Regions from separate parts of the Gossypium hirsutum genome. Here all the other regions are linked to region 3. A link is a contact called in public Hi-C data. All regions are on one chromosome and are shown on one strand. The core of a region is the stretch at or near the end of the contact, and the rest is flanking DNA. Distances in the headings are between cores, read along the strand shown. Region 1 holds the start of LOC107937016 (THO complex subunit 4A). Region 2 holds the start of LOC107937007 (protein SOSEKI 2). Region 3 holds the start of LOC107941841 (RING-H2 finger protein ATL47).

Evidence for each region. A called contact is a pair of places that touch in the nucleus more often than the background predicts.
Region 1: a contact with region 3 is called in a Hi-C map of leaf, with 2.4 times the contacts expected there. The contact joins the promoter of LOC107937016 here to the promoter of LOC107941841 in region 3. A contact is called at or near these places in 4 of 34 Hi-C or Micro-C datasets (callus and leaf).
Region 2: a contact with region 3 is called in a Hi-C map of leaf, with 2.8 times the contacts expected there. The contact joins the promoter of LOC107937007 here to the promoter of LOC107941841 in region 3. A contact is called at or near these places in 8 of 34 Hi-C or Micro-C datasets (callus, hypocotyl, leaf and 1 more).

The regions. Positions count from the first base shown.
Region 1 is chrA07:16,720,665-16,723,364 of Gossypium_hirsutum_v2.1, forward strand. LOC107937016 (THO complex subunit 4A) reads left to right here and starts at 1,302. Exons shown (of 5, transcript XM_016869828.2): 1 at 1,302-1,619; 2 at 1,719-1,865; 3 at 2,256-2,324; 4 at 2,414-2,595. The coding sequence starts at 1,458. TRNAV-AAC (transfer RNA valine (anticodon AAC)) reads right to left here and starts at 1,244; the gene lies at 1,171-1,244.
Region 2 is chrA07:16,639,156-16,641,855 of Gossypium_hirsutum_v2.1, forward strand. It overlaps LOC107937007 (protein SOSEKI 2), which reads left to right and starts at 1,433. Exons shown (of 5, transcript XM_016869819.2): 1 at 1,433-1,708; 2 at 1,782-2,044; 3 at 2,400-2,469; 4 at 2,560-2,700. The coding sequence starts at 1,801.
Region 3 is chrA07:16,471,052-16,473,751 of Gossypium_hirsutum_v2.1, forward strand. LOC107941841 (RING-H2 finger protein ATL47) reads right to left here and starts at 1,423. Exons shown (of 1, transcript XM_016875463.1): 1 at 920-1,423. The coding sequence starts at 1,423. The coding sequence ends at 920. LOC107941848 (60S ribosomal protein L23A) reads left to right here. Exons shown (of 4, transcript XM_016875474.2): 3 at 1-97; 4 at 504-768. The coding sequence ends at 588.

The DNA.
Region 1 (2,700 bases), core at 52-2,551, 250 kb after region 3:
AAACGTATTATCTTCTTATTTATGAATTAGGGAGTGATTATGAATAGTTTTAAACATTATGTAAAAAAAAATCCAAACTTATAATAAAATTATTAAAAAAATATCAAATTGAAAATTCTATATCAATGGACAGTCGAAAGATTATTCCTTCTTTGGCACTTGTCCTTTACAGACAGTTTTTTGTTTTTCTATTTTTATTTTTATCAATTTACATTTCAGGAAAAAATGGTTGAATTTTAGTTTTAGTTTTTCTATTATATTTAAATTTAATATATTAAGTTTTAATTTTTAATATAATTTGATGTCTATATTTTTTATAATGTTATCATTTAGTGTAAAAAGTTAATATTATTTATTTTTCTATTAAAATATTGTAGTGATTATATAAAAATTGAATGACGAAAGTGTCTATATTGACATGTAAGTAAATATTCATCTTTTTAGGTTTTCATTGCCTTTTTTTTTTTAACACTATAAGGCGATGGTCAAATTTTAAATTTGACTTTTAGACTATGCTTGAACTTAGATTTTTATCTAATTTAGTCTTTTTACTTTTATAATTTTATTAGTTAGTTTAAATAGTTAACATTTTTAACTATTTCAATAAAAATGATGATGTCACTTTTTCTTAAGAACACTATTCCATTAGATTTTTTTTTATCATGACAAGTTCGCTTAAGTGCTTTTTTTAAAAATCCTAATCAGTATTTTCAATGTTATTTTTATTGTTACATAACTATCAAGTAAATATATATTTTTTTTAAATTTCAAAATGTCACACCAAAGAATTTAATAGATAAATTTTAACAATGGTAATAATTGGACTTGAATTTTTAAATATGAAAAGTAGAGGGATTAAATTCCTGAAAATAAAAACATGAGACTAAATTCCAAAAGCACGAAATATATAAGGACTTAGAACATATTTTAACATCTAATTATTTATTTGTAATTTGACACAAACAAATAATTAACTTAATGCAAAGTATAAACGGAAAACTATACAAATAAATTTAATTTATGGGGCGAAAAGAAAAATAAATTTATTTTGGAACATAAAAAATTAACAAACTCATTTATGCTGTTATGTAGTTAAACTAAATGATTTTCAAGCAAAAAATGTAAAAACGCTCCAAGTATCAAAGTCTACTTTAGAGTTACAAAATAGTATGGCGTCGCCCGGACTCGAACCGGAGACCTTCAGTGTGTTAGACTGACGTGATAACCAACTACACCACGACACCCTGTCGTCTGTGGTTTAAAATTTATTTTATAAAAACGTAAACGTACGTTATAGCCTTTATATTTATCCAATGAAATTATTTATTTTATTTCTTCTCTTTGGCGAAAACCCTATCTATCCTCCTCTGAGCTTCCTTTTTCCTTTTCCCTCTTTCGAGTCCGTGCTTTTTTCTAGGGTTTGTTCTTTGATCTAACTAACGCAGATTATTAAGAAAATGTCAAGTGCTTTAGAGATGTCGCTAGACGATCTCATCAAGCGCAGCCGTAAGTCTGGATCCGGAAACTCCCGGGGTCGAGGCCGTGGATCCACGGCGGGACCCGCCCGCCGCATTCCTAACCGCCGAGCGAACCGCTCCGCACCCTATACCGCTGCTAAGGTAAATAGCTAGGGCCTCATTCCTGATTGTAACTTTTTTATAACTGTTTTCCCCCGTTTTATTCGATTTTTGTTTACTAAGTTTGTTCTCTTCGTTCAGGCGCCGGAGACGACGTGGCAGCACGATATGTATTCGGATAAGGGAGCAGCGTTGCAAGGACAAGCAGGTCGGGCCTCCGCAATAGAAACTGGGACGAAGCTTTATATCTCTAATTTAGATTATGGTGTTTCCAATGACGACATCAAGGTATTTTTTTTGAACATAAAACTTTCCGCTTTTATCTCATTTAATTTTTATATTATATTTCATGTTCTGTTATTAATACAACGGTGACATTTATTTGAATTTTCCCCTTAAGGTCTTATTTAAAATTTCTTATTAATATAATGGTGATCTGTTCTCTATAAAGTTTCTCGTGATTCTTCAGTCTTAACTCTTCAAGAATTGTTTACATATTCATTATATTTGAGATTAGTTGGGGCAAGAGAAGTCTAGCCATGCTTAGAAATACTTCTAAAATTTTCCCCTTGAGATGGTCTCCATAAACTTTGATTATTGATTCCTGAGTTTAGCTCTTTGGACTTCTTCTCTCTATTTTATTTTGTATTTTCCTGACGTTTTTGTGTTCATATATAGGAGTTATTTTCGGAGGTTGGTGACCTGAAAAGATATGGGATCCATTATGATAGAAGCGGGAGATCGAAGGTATCTAATCGAGTTTGGCATTAGCTGGTCCTTCCGATGAAATTCTTTGTATCCTGCTGTAGTTTAGAACCAAAAACTCTTTTTCTTAGGGAACGGCAGAAGTTGTCTTCTCGAGGCGAACAGATGCTATGGCTGCGGTCAAGAGATACAACAATGTTCAGCTTGATGGGAAGCCGATTAAAATCGAAATTGTGGGAACAAACATTGCCACTCCTACTGCACCTTCAGCAGCTAATGGCACCTTTGGAAGTTCAAATGGAGCCCCTAGAGGGTATGTTCTGTAATATATTGGGTTGATCCTTGTGCTTTTTCTGCTCAAAAGTTTAGATTCTATTATTTGTTACAATATCTTTTGAGATGTAATATTGCACCTAAA
Region 2 (2,700 bases), core at 183-2,682, 170 kb after region 3:
GGCAATAGAGGTTTCAAAAAAAGGGTTCTATGAAAACTAAAATGGGAAAGGAATATTCTGGTTTTCATGCATCATCTAAAGAGTAAGCTTGAAAAGTATTCATGTATTTATTTAATATTTCAAAAAATGGGGTGGAGGGTTTTTATTTAATATTAATATTAACATTAATATAATATTTAAATTTATTATTATATTCTTTGAAATTATTTATGTATTTTTATATTATATATTTTTTCAATAATCATTTTTTATTTTTTTAAATTTATTATATATTTTTAAAAATATTTATGTATTTTTATATATTTCTTAAAAAATAATTTAGAATTAGGATGGGCAAACTTTTTTTATTATATTGACTTTTCAATTGCCATGTTACCTTCCCGTTGTGTAATTAATGGAAATAAATAAAAAAAATCTCAATTAATCGGGTGAAAAAAAATTCATAATTAAATAACCAAAAAAGAAAATAACTCATAAATTAATTAGATTACTCGTGGTGTAACTTACTATTGTAAACTTTTAATTTGAATACATAAATCATATTCTAGGTATTAAAACAATCCTTGCAAATTCAAATATATAAAATGTTATATAAGCTCTGAGTTGTTAGTTACGAGACAACTTAACACTGACTAAAAATTTAAAATTTAAACAATTAAAAAATATCATTATAGGGTGTTTTTATTTTTTCTTAAATTTATATACAATTTATAAAAAAATAAATTAAATAAAAAATAAATATAGAAATAACTTAATTTTACTATTTCAACCAAAATTTTATTATTTTTTTGCATAAAATTTATTTTTCGCACATACTATGCCATACTCTAATATTTATAATAAACCAAAAAATAAATAATTATATATTCAATATAAATATTACAAAAATACATATATATTTAATATTTAAAATTCAAAGTAAATTCTTTAAGCATTTAAAAAAAAAGGAAATTTAAAAACTCTACCACCAAATTAGCTTTTATTTTTGGTTTTTTAGTATACTCCTTATCTATTTATGGTTCGTGTTTAAGGTATGTTATTGTCCCTCCTAAAAATACTGTTTTCTAAATTCAAATGTGAATTACAATTTCATCTCACAGTTAGTTCAAACTAGTTTTAAAAACAATTTAAGTTTTTTATTTGTCCATAAAATTAATTTAAGTTGAAGATAGAATTTAATGATAAAAACTAATTATTTAATATTAATTAGGTCTAATGATTTATTTGATCTTTTTAACTTTTTAAATTTAATTTTTTTGTGTCTTTTAATTTTTGAATCCGTATTATTTATTGATTTTATTGACATAGCAATACACATATATATCACGTTTATAATTAATTAAATTTGAAAAACTGAGTTTTGTATAAAAATACTTTAATTGTCAAGCTTCATATCTACGTTCTTCCCAAGTCCTAAACAAAAACGTATGGTAAAGGTAGGACGGCATTGTTTGGCTTAGGCTTAGCTATTTGCACTTTTTAACTACGTAGATACAAATAAATAAGCAAACTGGGAATTTGACTCTCAATGCTCCATATTGCGACAACTGAAATCAATATCTCCCTTTATCTTTTTCCTTCCTAACTGTTGTCTGCTGCACCCTCATTTTCAACTCTTTTCTTCTCTTCTCCGTTTCACACTTTCTCTTCTCTTTCCTATAAAATCCAAATCTACCCCTTTCTTCTCCGCTAGCTTTTACTTCCTCAGGTAAACTCACTTTCTCTCTCCTCTCCCCTCTTCATTCTCTCATTCTCTCTGTGTTTCTTGTTTGGTTTTGCAGATAGAGAAAGTTGCTTGCAATGGCGGTCAGTTCTTCCAGAGGAACAACTACAGAGTTTGGGGTTGTTTCAAGGAAATGGAAAGAGAGAGATATAAGCCCTGAAAGGCACAAAATCTGGATTGAACCCAAGTCTCACCCCACCACCACCAACAGCTCTGAAAAGAAAGTTTCTGTTGTTTACTATTTGTCTAGAAATGGTCAGCTTGAACACCCACATTTCATGGAAGTTCCTCTCTCTTCTCATCATGGCCTTTATCTCAAAGGTAAATGCATTTGGTTTCCTTTCTGGGTTCAAAATTAGCACAACTTCCTTTCATTTCAAGCATTCTCTGTTTGGTTTGTAAGAAAGTTCAAAATTTTAAATTTACTTTCACGTCCCAAGAAATGCTTTCTGCCAAATGGTCGTGCCCAGCTCCATAGCTGACAAAAGACCCAACTTTCTGTTTTCTCGTAAAGAATAAATTTGTTAAAAGAAGTGATCTTTTTTTCTGGTTCCTTGTTTTTCTAATCAAAACCTTTTCTTCTCTTTGTTTGGATGCCGAGAAAAAGCACCCGATTTTATTCTAAATTTCGAGCAAATTGAATCTAAAATTATCTCGTTTTCCTTTCATCTTTCAGATGTAATCAACCGCCTAAACCTCCTTCGAGGCAAAGGCATGGCTAGCCTTTACTCCTGGTCCTGCAAACGGTAACACTCTCATTCATTCCTAACCGTCTGATCACATCCCCTCACCCTCCGATATTTAATATTATTCAGTGTTGGTTTTCCTAAACTCAGGAGTTACAAAAACGGCTTTGTTTGGCACGACTTAGCGGAGAACGATTTTATTTACCCATCTCACGGCCAAGAATACGTTCTCAAAGGATCGGAGGTTCTGGACCATCCGATAAACACTCAATCCTTGGAAGTAAAGTCGTC
Region 3 (2,700 bases), core at 173-2,672:
TTTTCATTGTTGACATTCGTGCTGATAAGAAGAAGATTAAAGATGCTGTCAAGAAGATGTATGATATTCAGGCCAAGAAAGTTAACACCTTGATCAGGTAATCTTTTATAATAGTATACCCACTACAACTTATTTCATATAGCCCAAGAATGAGTAGCGGTTTGATATAATTGTTACTACTACAGTTTGTAGACTAGTAAGATCTTTGATATTCATTGAATATTTGGTTCGGTGTATGCTAAATGTGAAGAACTGCAAAAGAATAATACATTGGTTGTGTATGTTTTCGAAATCTAATTATCAACTTTGAGATCATTTCTCTGTTGATTTGCTTTAGAGCAACGGTTTTCTTTGTTTTCTGCAGTATTACATACATTTGCTTGCTTGTGTTCTGCAATTAGGCTTCTTGACGACTCATTTGTTTCATCTCTTCATATTCATCTGATGTCTACAGCTTTAGTGTTTTAGATATTAATTTTTTGGTTATGTTTCTCTTAATCCAGGCCTGATGGAACAAAGAAAGCATATGTTAGGTTGACACCCGAATACGATGCCTTGGACGTTGCAAACAAAATTGGTATTATCTAGGCTAGTTGGTAGCTACCTTGTTGAGCATTTATTTTCCTTTTGTTTGCAAAGAGAAATTATTTCGAGACATTGAGCAGGTATTTTTATTTTTATTAGCACTTAAAAGTTTGTAATATTGCATTGTTGTTGCCAATTAGCCATCTCTGGTTCAACTTAAGACAGAAGGTGATTTTTGATTTACATGCTTTGGGGCATTTGTTTAAAAATGGTTCACTGCTTGAATGTTAGCTATTTATACAAAACCGTAGTTATAGGGGCCACCTTTTGAATCAAATCTCTGGTTCAGCCCCAAAAGATCTTCTATCTATAAAGTCACCAAAATTGCGAACGTCTAAACAGAACATTCAGGCCTTTCTGTTAGATTGAAAACACTTGATCTGCAAAGTGGGCAGCTTGAGTGTGATCGAAACCATGTGTCGATGCAAGAAACGTGGAAGGCATGTGTGCAACTTGATAAATGTTTTAGCCATTCTCCTTCTTCAAACTCAGCCAAACAAACTGCACAATCAGTGTTGCTCGGCCACTGCGGTTCTTTATTTCCCTTCTTGAATTGAGATATTGGAAGGGAGTTGAGAACAGTAGATTCCAGTGCATTGCTCTGAGGTTGTGAAGAAGGATTGTCAAAGTTGCTCTGATCACTTAGAATCCGGCTTTGAAGCTGATTTCTGGGGAATATTGCAGCATTAAATTCACGGCAGAGTCGTCTCAAAACCGTGTAGGAACTAAGTAGCATGAAGATGATAGAAACAATAGCAACTGAGAGAATTAGCAAGGGATTCCACTTCGGTGGTTGTGGCGCTAAAGCTGGAGCTGAAGAGGGAGACATGCTATACATGGTGAAATGTAAAATAAAAGCATGCAAAAGGGCTTTGAACGAAGGTAAGTTGCTGAATTTATTGAAGCTAATCCTTTAACCTAGATTGAGAAGAGCTCTTTTCATAGGAATATATGCCATGATCGTTTAGCCGAAGGGGAACGGTTAAATCTAAGGAGGAACAAGTAAAGACATTGGGGCAGTGGCGATAATATTAAGTTTTGCTCTTATTCCATCTGCCGCCAAATAGTTTACAAACATCTTAGACACTGACAATTTTAACTGTGAAGACAAAAATCAGGGATAACATCTTCCCATTCCCTTCCCAATATGCTTGCCAAAATTTTTTATTGTTGTATTATTTTTTTGAATTCAAATGAACTAATATTTAAAAAATAGAGTTCATTTTTTATTAATAAATTTCAATAAATTTATTTATTATTTCATAATAATATTTTTTTAATGTTAAATTAAACAAATTTGAAATTATGGTAATTTTATTAACATCAAAATTTTTTTGGGTGTTTTTTATGTTGGTTTTACGTTCTCTGGGATTCTGGGATTCTGGGATTCATCTCAAGTTTGTTGGAGTTGAGTTTTAGGCAATGAATAGAATACTCGGAAGATCTTGATTACATATGGTTAGATTTCCATGTGGGTGTGTAGTTTTGGGGTTTCAGTTTCAAAGTCAGCTTTACTTTTTGTGATAGTTTCAATTTGCTTGATTACTTTTGATATAGCTTTGTTGGAGTTATATGCTCTTCTCTTTATTGTGGTTTTGTGTGATAATCTTGTAGAAAAATCTTTTAAAGTATAATGAAGCTTTTGAGTGGATTTATAGTCATGTGATTTTTACCTTTTGCTTTAAGAGGAGTTTTTCACATAAAAAGAATCCATCTCATTTGATTTTTTACTTGTGGTTATAATGCTTTATTTTGTATTGATCTTAGAGGTCTTCAAAAGCGTCCTGGCGAGATTTTCCTAAAAAATATTGCAGCATTAAATCGACAGCAGAGTGATTCTATGACAGATTTGTGTTGAAATGATGAAGAAATCGAGTGAGTTACGATACAAAGAAAGGTATGGAGCAGCTGAGAAAATATAACTCTAATACTCAGACGAGAGGATCTCATTATTTATACAACCTTATTATTGTTAGATTCAATAAAGATGGATTGATGTAACACAATTCTCAAACTCACATTCGCTAAATACAAATATAACAACACTGCAACACTGATTTATTGACGAATTGACCGATCACAGTCACACACTAACTTCACATAACCTGCCCCTTA